2 separate regions of the Mus musculus genome follow, and region 2 is linked to region 1. A link is a contact called in public Hi-C data. All regions are on one chromosome and are shown on one strand. The core of a region is the stretch at or near the end of the contact, and the rest is flanking DNA. Distances in the headings are between cores, read along the strand shown.

The links. A called contact is a pair of places that touch in the nucleus more often than the background predicts.
Region 2: a contact with region 1 is called in a Hi-C map of cerebellum, with 5 times the contacts expected there. The contact joins two enhancer-like sites. A contact is called at or near these places in 5 of 39 promoter capture datasets (cranial neural crest, frontonasal cranial neural crest, hippocampal neurons and 2 more), 4 of 484 Hi-C or Micro-C datasets (cardiomyocytes, cerebellar granule neurons and cerebellum) and 2 of 115 datasets of contacts at active chromatin or transcription factors (astrocytes and cardiomyocytes).

Annotation. Positions count from the first base shown.
Region 1 is chr4:81,564,777-81,570,475 of GRCm38.p6, reverse strand. No RefSeq gene overlaps it. Among named protein-coding and RNA genes, the nearest start is that of Mpdz, 120 kb to the right of the region's middle. Within about 2 kb of position 2,330, at least 35 of the 459 cell types and tissues checked have an H3K27ac peak or open chromatin away from gene starts, as enhancers often do. A contact at or near this core is called in cerebellar granule neurons and cerebellum, where this site is marked.
Region 2 is chr4:82,696,828-82,702,205 of GRCm38.p6, reverse strand. No RefSeq gene overlaps it. Among named protein-coding and RNA genes, the nearest start is that of Gm11269, 7.7 kb to the right of the region's middle. Within about 2 kb of position 3,370, at least 5 of the 459 cell types and tissues checked have an H3K27ac peak or open chromatin away from gene starts, as enhancers often do. A contact at or near this core is called in cerebellar granule neurons and cerebellum, where this site is marked.

The sequences.
Region 1 (5,699 bases), core at 1,081-3,580:
AATATATAATCCAGACAGGGTGAATGTCTCTGGAAGCACAAATGGAGCAAAGACAAGGGTAGAATTAACTCCGGACGTCTCTAATCAGAAGATCCTGACTGCTTAACATTGGACTTCGTACCAATTGCACATGTGTTGATGTTGGTCACTCTCCTGTCATTTCCTGTCATTTGTTACTGTAGCCGACATCCTTAGATAGCTTATATATCCTTATAGTTCTCAAATAGTTTATACCATAATATACATAATTAGAAACATCAATTTGCCTACTATCCCTACAAAAGATTTTTTTTTCCATACTGGAAGCAAATGTTACGAGTCTCAGTGATGTTGCCCCAGCAGAATATAGGAATCCGCTGAGTCTAAGACAGTGCTCAGAAGAGGGGACTCAATCAACTTCTGCAAACTCATGCTGAAACAAGGTATGTGATGCAGTAATGGCTGGAGCTGATAGTTGCCACATACAGGCAATCAAGGGAAATGACAACGCTTCTTGAATGACCCAGTCTTTGTTTGCGTTTGCTTTTCTGCTTTTGTTTTTTGTTTTTGTTTTTGTTTTTGTTTTTGTTTCATGTTTTGTTCTTTATAGGCAGCCACCGTCATTTCCAATGAATCCTTACTGGTCCCAAGTCACTGCTAACACTGACCAAGTTTTTGTCTCTCCAAAGTCTATTATCTTTTCTAAAGAGCAAGCAGTTTGGGAGCTGTCCTGCTTTTATTTACAGTGTTAGGGACCATGAACAGTCCAAGTAGAGAATACCAATCATAGGTGACTGAATTCACAGCAGCGGCTGGGAGGAATCCAGTAACCACGAGAAAATACATAAGGTCAACAACATTCAGGTTCTCTCTACCAGCTCCAAGGGCCTGAGGTCTGCTTCAGCTGCATATGTGCTCTCTCTCTCTCTCTCTCTCTCTCTCTCTCTCACACACACACACACACACACACACACACACACACACACACACACACTCACACGGTGCATCTCGAGGTGCTCATATACTTTTATCCACCAGGAGTTATACCACCTGCCAAATCATACCTCATCTTCCAACCTTGTCACCCTAAAGCGAAAAGGATTTGTATTTTCACTCCAGCCCATAACTGGTAGAACCTTATCCCATTTCTGCTTCTCTTTACATTCATTCTGCCAAATCCGTGTGGTCTCTCTCTGACATTCTCTATCAAACTGAAGAGATTGTGTGAGGTCAGTGACACAGAAGAACTTGTGTTCGGGTTTATAGGGAACCCGAAAGCTGGAGAGATGCAAGGAACTCGTGAACTCACAAGAAGAAAGAAAAGCAAGAAGGTGTGTGGAGAGAGCTCACGTGAACAGCAGAAATAGATGAGATCATGCCTGGTGGAGTGAGAGAACAGGACTGGGATTTGCTTTACCAGGTTGTCATTTCCAAGATGAGTAACTCTTCAGGCTTATTTTTCTTGAGGATATTAAAAACTTAGTGAAACGGATGCTCAGATTCTAATTATAAATAGCAGTTACAATAAGCTCAGGAACCCAGCTAATTCACATAACCCTCTAGAAGCATCCGTTAGGCAAATGAATGTGCTCTACCCAGTGTCTGTAGGTCCGTTGCATTGAGTCCACCTACAGTAAGGAATAGAGTAGCTTCTCTTTCTTGAAGGGTTATTTTTTTATTACTAATTTAACTGGTGTTAAACTGGTGAGCATATGAGTGTCACTACAATTTGGAGTTCGGTTCACCAAAGTATGTTTTTGTACATTGATGGCGAAACCGAGAGATCTGTTCTCCCTGCAATGCTGTGAGATGCTGGGGGCCCAGCAGCTTTTTCAGCTCACAGCAATGAAGCATGTACCAGCAGAGTGGGCTGCTTGCCTTGTCGGAAAGAAAGAATCTTGGGAACTCTCTGTCCTGCTGGAGTCTATGGCAGCAAACCGATTTTAACATCCCTTTTCACCAAATGAGATTTTTTTTTACTTTTTCAGATTCCTAAATCATGAGCCAAACTCGTATAAACCATTCAATATGTCATGGAAGACCTCCACTGTAAAATTACTATGTTGAATTTCCAACTTTTTTTGTGTGTGTGTGTGTGTGTGTTCAAAAAATTTAAAAACACAACAAAACAAAACATTTCTCCAACACCAGAAACATGATCAACTCCAAATCCAGAAAGATTTACAAATGCCAGAACATGGTTATCTCCCAGCAAACATACCATTTCTTTGTTTCATAGGACACTAAGGATGAATTATTCATGAGACCTGATTTCACATGCTTATTGTGTCTGGTGGCAAAGTCCCCGCCTGCTCAGCCTCGGGAAAGCTGGGGCCTCTCTGCTGCACAGGGCATGGTGCCATCCAGGGACCAGCCATGTGCTCACGAGTTACTGGAGCAGGGCAGGCAGCTCCAGTGGTCTCAGCTGTGCAGACAGCTGTTTGCCCACCGTCTGTGATGGCAGAAATGTGTGGTGGGTTTATCCTGAACAGCGTGCTCCCCCACCCCCTCAACCACACATGTGCTAGCAGGCTCTTACACACACACACACACACACACACACACACACACAATTCCATGCTGAGCATCCTAGTCTCCACCATCACCAGAGGAAAGAGAAGCCCCGAGATTTGGAACCCAGAATGAGCAGTTGACAGGAGTGGAGAACAACTCCTAATCTTACATGCAACACTGTTGGAGGAGTGTCTGTAGCCTCCTCCAGACCCAAGTTTCTCTTGTCAATTTGGTATCAAAAGGTTTGTGCATGCATGAAATTCAAAATGATTTATTGTTCATATACTGCTTTATTTAGTTGCTTAATAGGTTGATGGATGTGCAAAGGTCCTACATAAAGCAGAGGCCTCTTTTTTTTTTTTCCCAAAAGGAAAAAAAAAGTAAAGAAATAGATTGCCACCAGGAGTTTCATCCCATAGTAAAGACAGCCCTTCTAAGCTGGCTTGTGTTTGTAAAGAGTTCCCTTTGTCTCTTGCCTGCTACCTATCTCTGATATTTAGTAGTACACAATGCTACTACACCTTAGACACTACGGGAAGTGACAGGGATGAAGAGAACAAATATCCGGAGTACACCCTGGAGTTCTTTCTAAGCTCCATCCAATCTGTAGTAGGCAGTTCTTTCTTGGTGGAGCTTGGGGTAAAACAGACTTGCCCATCTCCAACAACAGAAGTCATTAGCATCCCATGGCCTCCCTTCTCTACGGAGAGAGATGCAGGGAGGGAAATCCTCTATGCTGGCTTCCTCCGTTGTGCCTCTTATCATTTGGTTCTTTTGCAGACACTGGACTACTTTCATTTTATAAGGACGCACTCCTCCCCAACTAGCATAGGTAATAAAATGAAATTCTCTAAAAACGTGGAAAAGATGGCTGTCAGAGAAGTTCCACCAACCTTTTACTAGCCTGTCTTGAATTTTATTTATTACTTCATTAGAGGTTCTAATATTTTGATTCAGTCTTGGTGAATAGGAGTCAAACTAGGGAGGGGCAAATTTGTTTATAGCAAGTGGCGGTTGAATTTGTGCAGAACTCTTACTCGATCAATGTTCCGTGCAAGCGACATTTGCACAGGCTCTCTGTAACCTCTTTTCCAAACAAACTCTAATTTGACATAATGCAGTGGAGAATGGCACCAGTCATCGGCTTTGCGTCAGAAACGCATTTTATTTGGATTCAATTCAGACTTAACGAACTGGTTCCCGTAAATGCAGCAGATGGGATTGAGGCAAATGGAACCCTGTGTGGGGCCTCACGCCCGGCAACCACGGCTGCTCCCCTGCATGCAAGCCTTCCCTGAGCTAGTTGGTTAGCTAGTTAGCTAATTGGTTAGGCTCATTCCAGCTGAAACTGGGTTTATAATTTTCAGAGTTCTCTTACCAGTCCACCAAACTGAGGCTTGAGAAGTGACAGTCCAGCAAAAGCCGCTAGATAACGTCCTTCTCTCTCTGCCCCACTGATTCGTGTGAAGAACGTTGCCAGAAGATGGCCCAACGGTTTATAAAGTTGGCAAAGCTATTGCCAGACCTTTTCTTCTAAAGGTCAATTAAAAATGCTAGCTGTACTGTAAACAGAATTCTTCATAGAAGAAGACCACACGGTACCCAGAGTGGTCTCTTAATACAAAATATCAATTCGATTTTCCTCAGGAGATTCACTCTCCTTTTGCAATGCAAATATTTTCAAGTGTACTAAACACGTTTTAGCACCTCAACATAGGCACTAAAACTATTTGCATGCAAAATTACCCAGAGTAGGCAGACAGGCACAAGCTTATGCTAGCACCATATGTGCTGAAGAATTCGAGCCAGAAAACAGCTAGTACTGGACGGTATTTACAATTTAAATTTAATTTTACATTATTATTCAAATGAGCATTTATATATAAGTCTCTATTAAAATTAATGCTTCACATGGAACAAAATTTTCACCTAAAATTATACTTGCAATAGTACTGGGCCTTTTTGCCCAGCTATCTAGATCATTTAAGAACCACAAAGCATTTCTATTTGTTTTTCGATTCTACCTGAACGACAGAGTCACGCTTTTCCTATGAGAATGAAAAGTAAAACTAATCTCGATTGGAAGGCCGGAAATCAACACAAGCACAGACCAACCCTGACACACTAAAGAGTGTAAACGATCGGAGAGAACCCGATGCTGCCTGATGATATCATAGTTCTTTTCTACCTTTCCACTAAAACGCCAACGATCTCTTTCCCTTTGCCTTCCAACAAGTTCCATGTGTTTTGTGAACAGTGACATGCCTTTGGCTTGATGTTTTGTTTGCAAAATGCAATGTGTTTTACTGTCCCCAGAAAGTAGCACTTCTTTGTATACTCAGAAACACGATCAACTGCATGCCCTGTTTTGTGCAACCCAGGGAAGGAGCCTTCCACCCTGGGCAACAGCGGTATGTGTGTGAGGGGTGCCTCAGAAGCCGTTGCTACAATACCACAAACAGAAGGCTGCCTCCTTCACTGTCCCCGAGAGTCATTTTCTATTTTAGGATTGGTAAAGTGGTAAGTCTTTAATGTCACTGATTTAAACGCTGCGCACTTTACGTTCATCTTCACTTTACAGAGAAAACTCTAGATGGATCAGAAGCCAGCATTCATTTTGCTCACCTGGGCTGCTTGGCTGTGTATTTATTCTTGGAGGCCCTTTGAAAATAAAGTCTCCATCCTCTCTTCATTGGTTCCCCACAGATCCACGGTTTCCTACTTACAGCTAGTGCACACACATCATAGAGGTATCAGCCAAATAAATACAAAACTTGAGTGGGGTTCTTAGAGATTGTTATTTTGTAGTCTATTTTAATGAAAGTCTATGAACCAAAAGTAGAAATATCCTTCAAATACTGGGACTGTGGTAATCTTTATAGCCTGTGGCCAAGGAACTCAAACTGGAATAGAAGGAATAGAATAACTTTTTAAAAATTAAGGATAAAAATAGTGTCAAATGTACCTAGAATCTTAACTGCAAAACATATTTACTCCTGGATTAACTATAATAAATTTTACCTTAAACCTAGCAAATAGAATGTTTCTTTTGAAAAACTTAAAAAGTAGGGCTCTAAGGCTAATGTCTCTTTTGCCTTCTTTTCTCCCCCTTTTTCTTGAAAACCACAGGAAGCTGCCTTCTTCCCCGACTTGCAATCAGTCTCCAAAATGTTGAATCATTGCCTGGATGCATGAACTCAACTGTG
Region 2 (5,378 bases), core at 2,121-4,620, 1.1 Mb before region 1:
GGACTTTCAAGGAGGCAGCTCTGCACCAGACATAATTTTCTTCCCTCTAAATTTCCTAAGTCTAATCCTTTGATCCCATCAGAACCAGGACAGAATGTTAGCAAGTTTACCTTAATTGTTAAGACTGATTATTTAAATATTAATCCACAAAATTAATTTGAAAAGAACAAACTACTTATCTATGCTACTTGAAATTCTTTAAATATTAATTAAGGTAAATGGATATATAAGCACAAAACCTGAAATAGACCTCATATTGGCAAAGTCATTTTTGTTGAATGTTAATCTGCTTAACTCTAATGTAATTTTAATTTTTCTTGAAAGAAAATAATTAGTCTATGTTTTAGGAAGTTGAGCCAAGTGCCTTTACACAACTTTATCAATTGATTTAAGGCAATGATGACAAAATGACAATGTTGTTAAGTGACTCACTTTTTGTGTTATGGTCTTAACTTTGTTCTTAATGTCAATCTTAACTGATAGTTTGATACCAAATGTCAGCGTGCAGGCAATTGCATTGAAAGAACTATCTTCAAAGAAAAAATATCTTTCTAAACTCCTTGAGAAGTAGGGGTAAATTTAGGGTTTGAATTTTCTATCTTTTACCGGGAGTTCTAAAATTAATATCTTCATAGAAATTTAATTTCTTTTAATACCAGCAGAAGTATTTTTAAACTGTCTAATAAATACATTTTAAAATATATATGTGAGTAAAGCTCTTTCCTGGCTACAAGAGTGGCCAAGACCCGCTGACTACTGACTTAGTGTGGACTGCTGTGGTGGTCTGCTGGCTCTGTAGGCATGCGCCTGAGAAACCAAAATGCACTCTTTATTTCGTGTCAAATTCTATTTGATCTCTAGTCGTATAGCAGAAATTAGTAGACTTCATACAAATAATAACCTCATCAAGTAATGTCCACAAGACATTGTGTCCGTGAACAGACTGTTTATAGGGCTACCAACTATGAAGTCTTTGTCTTGTTCAACATTATTAGGCCCACACTGTATGCCAGGCTCTGTTCCAGACGCAGGCACAACAAGCCTATTTACCTTCATTGGAATCAAACCCCATGTCACCATGTTAAAGGAGGATATCTGTCCTATCAATGTGCTTCTGAAGGGATTCTCTTTCCTTGAATGTTGGGTGACATAGGAGAGTCACAGTCCCAGGCTTGCCACTCCCTAAGGGCAGCCACATATCTTTCTGATATTCTTCCCTAGACTCATGGGTGACTACTAACATGGACATCACCTCTAAGTCATGTCCTCTTGAGTAATGGTCAATCATAACTGTTCTAAAAGCCAGTTTTGAGCAGAGTAGCCACCACAGCGCTGAGGGGGGATTGTGTTTGCAGAACAACGGTTTCACACTCTAAATAATGCACTGATTTTGAAATATCTCAAGGCCATCGCCCTTGGCATACGCCTTTTCTCTATGTCTTCCATCCCTTTATTCTTTAGCGACATAGTGTCATTTATAACAGTGTTTTCCATATGTGAAGCCATCTTTAGGTACCAGGGCACTGTACAGAGGATGTGGTGCAGCCTATCAGTAGATATTCTAAGATACCCTGTCTAAAGGGGACCGTGTTTGTGCTGTTCACTTACACACTCGCACAGCACTGCTACAAATAAACTTTGGATCCTATCTTAATAAGCAGTGATTAGATGGTATTAATTTAGCCAGAGGGGAAGGAAACACAAGGGCCTATTCTCCTCTGCAGCTCTCTCTTTTTTCTTTTTGGAAGCAAAGCATTGTGTTCTCAAGGGTGCTATCACTTCCATCTATGGGAAAGCTGGTGTTGATTTTCCAGTTTAGGGGCTGGTCAACAGACAGCTATCTGATGTTTCAGTGTCACTGAGACTGTGGCGTATTTCACTAACATGGCTGAGTGGTGTCAGTCACAAAAGGCATTTTTCTATTTCCTGAAATCTTGTGATATTGTAAATATATAGTCTCTTAAAGGGCTGAGCTCTCGGACTCAGCTACAGGAAAATACACCATGGCAGGAAGAAAGACTGGTATTCCTTTGTCACATTTCAATGTGTAAAATAGTCAGAGAAACTGTAATTGTAAAAACAAGGAGCCGTGCTAAGGGGCAGACACAGCTACTCTGTGTGCTCATCACCTGTAAGTTGTTTAAATTGCAATGCTTGACAGAGTCAGAAGACTAGAAAGGGCTCTGTGAGTGTGGTTATGGTCATTATTATTATGTCAACTGACACTGAGTCCTACACACCACAGGACACGTTTAGTGTATGTATCTCGTACTGGGCAGCCTTAATGACCATTTTTGTTTCTCACAGTTCTAAAATAAATCTTAACATTGTACGTCTTCCTAAAATGACTTTGTTCCGAGAGTCGCTGTTTTTCCTCACACAGAGCGTTCCCGTTCCAAGTTTGTACATAATGGATATGTTTATGAGCACGGGGCTGAATCCTGGGAAATGTAGATTCTGTGACCTCTGGCAAATGAATTTGCTCATCCCGAGGCTGCTAGAGCCAGCTGTAAAGTGCAGATAATCATTCTCATTACTTGTCTCTCCAACCTGTCGTGAGGATGAATGAGACAGAGGCAGCTAGGCACCCGGTGAATGCGGGGTTCAGGACACACACCCAAGGGGGTTAACACAAACTCTGCTTAGTCAGGCTCAGGTCCAAGCGCTTAGTAGGTGCTCACAGGATGGGTTAGCTAATGGAACCGTAACATTTTCAAGCTGGCTTTTAGGATCATGGTGGGTAAACATTTGTGTGTGTGTGTAAATTGTGTTACTTCCAGTGAGCTATAAAAATTTACTGTTTTCCATTTCAGATAGTTGCAGATTTCTTAAAAGCACTGCCTTCTAAAGCATCTTTGAATACTTAACATAGTCTATTGGCTAATGTTACATATTAGCTTAATTTTAATTTTAAACACTGACTGCTATGATTTTAAGGCTAAAAAAGCAACTTTTTTTTTTTTTTGAGGGGCTCTTATTTGCCAGGTGTCTGCCAGGTACTTGGGGAAGCAATTTATATAAATCATCTCATTCAGGCTCAGCACAGCACAATAAAACAGGCATTACCAGCCCCACGCTACAGATGAGGCCACTCAACTTGGTAGAGAGCACTCCACTTCGAGGGAGGTGGGACTGAGACGCAGTTTAAAAATCCCAAGCACTGAGAATTATTTCCCAACCCCAACCCTCCCTCCCCCAGAACCTGGTTTAAGGCTACCTCATCTGTTATGACCTGGGCTCCATAATCATCCATATGATTCATTTTCTGCGAACACGATGGGGCATTTGTCTTGCGTGTATCTGGCCAGCTCCCACTTCACTTCTAGCCTTTTTTTGAGGCTCCGCCCCTCGTGTTGAGCGGAGCAGGTGAGCATGCTCACTTGTTCAGGGGCTGCCTGTGGACAGGGAGGATAAGGGATTCGATGGAAGTGTGATTCCATTCTTCTTCCCTCGAGACAATTAGGCTCGCTATAGTCACAAGCCATCTGGAGGAAATTTCTGGAAATCCACTGCCAGGTGAAGTGTTGGTGCTTTTTAGGTCTGGTGTCTACTAGCACCTCGCAGCGCTCGCTCTAGTGAAGCTGAGGTGAGGTGATGCTCAGTAAACACGCTAAAAGCTTCAAGAAAAAGGAAACCCAACATACACACCCTAGCTGCTGCTGTTCCACCAGAGTAGGTAAAGGGATGCTCTCAGGCTTTTGCCCATAATCTGGAGTGTGTAGAGGGGTACGTTTTCACCAGACAATGGAAAAACTCCTGGTGTCTAAAGCATCATGTAGCATCCTTTGCAGATTCTGTGACCAGAATTCAAAAGATGAGTTCTTCAGACCACAAGGCTAAATCACCAACACCCTGTGAAATAGCAGAGCCTGTGCTGCCTTTTGTGTGTTTAATAAGACAAGAAGAAGGAAAAAAATTTCCCAGAATGCAACCTTGCGCTCATTGGCATCACTATGAAAAGCTTTACTCTTCTGTGGGTTACCATTCCAGCTTGTGCTCAGTGTGCATTAACACGGAGGATTTGGCTTGTTACAAACTAGAGAACTAGAGGGCACATGATACTGTAAATAATTTTTCCAATATTTTATTTCACTTTAGGTACACATTTTTTTTTCCTACATGTATGTCTGCGTGGCATGTGAGTGCCTACTGTCCAAGGAGATCAAAAGAAGGAGTCCATTGGATCTCCTGGAACTGGAGTTATTGATGGCTGTGAGCTACCATATAGATGCTGGTAACTGCAGGCCCTCTGCAAGATCAGCGAGTGCTCTTAACCTCTATGCCGGTGGTCCTCAACCTTCCTAATTCTATGACTCTTAATACAGTTGTGATGACCCCCACCCATAAAATTATTTAGTTATTATTTCATCACTGTAATTTTGCTACTGTTATGAATCATAATGTAAATATTTTTGGAGATAGAGGATTGCTAGAGGGATCTTCACCCACAGGTTGAGAACCTGCTCTAAGACATCTCTCCAGACTAATTTTAGAATTGTTAGAAATAACAACATCACCAGCAACGGTTTGAGATGAATGACCAACACAACTTAGTGTGTTTCTATGTTCTATGTGACATGCATGTATGATTGTTCAATGTGAATGACCACATGTTAGTAGTATACGACATTGGTTCTGTGTTAAGGTTTGTCTTGCTTGCTTGCACAAACTTGTTGGGACACAAACTTACAAATCCTAAGGGAATAGGGAGCAGGAATTCTTTATCACCGTTAACAGCATTGCACACGAAGGGATCCTAATAAATCGAAGCTAAGTTTCATCACAACAGTTCTCACCTCCTCTGCTGGTGGGGTCCTGCTGAGCGCTCAGTGTCTGAGCTGATGGATTATGAAGGGCTGCCAGGCTGTAGCCTGAGACCACCCAGGTGGCCTACTCAGAAATGAAACCTACATGTGTTCCAAGTATGTTGGGGTTTTAATGAAATTAAGAGTTTGAAAACTGAAGGAAAGAGCGAGAAGATACCCAGAAGCAAAAGCAGCCAATTCCGTGTCCCCTTAGGAGATACAGTGCTGAGGAAGGCTGAAGATGGACAAATCACGCCTAGAGCACACTTCACTCCTGTGTTTTCATGCCACCATCTTCATGATAACTGGGACATTTCAGAGTCTAGGAGAGCCTAATGTGTTTAAACACATCAGATGTTGTGTTTATGGCTATAGAGTTAGTGTGTTTTGTTTGTTTGTTTTTGTTTTTTTATTTTATTTTTAGCCTCTTATTTCTGCTTGAATAGCATTAACTTAATAACATTTTTCTTCTGAGCTAGGGAGAATATCCAGGGGTTGCCTTGTGCCTATTAAGTGCAAGACTTGAGTTTGAGTCTCAGAATCCACATACAGATCCAGGCATGGTGCCATGTT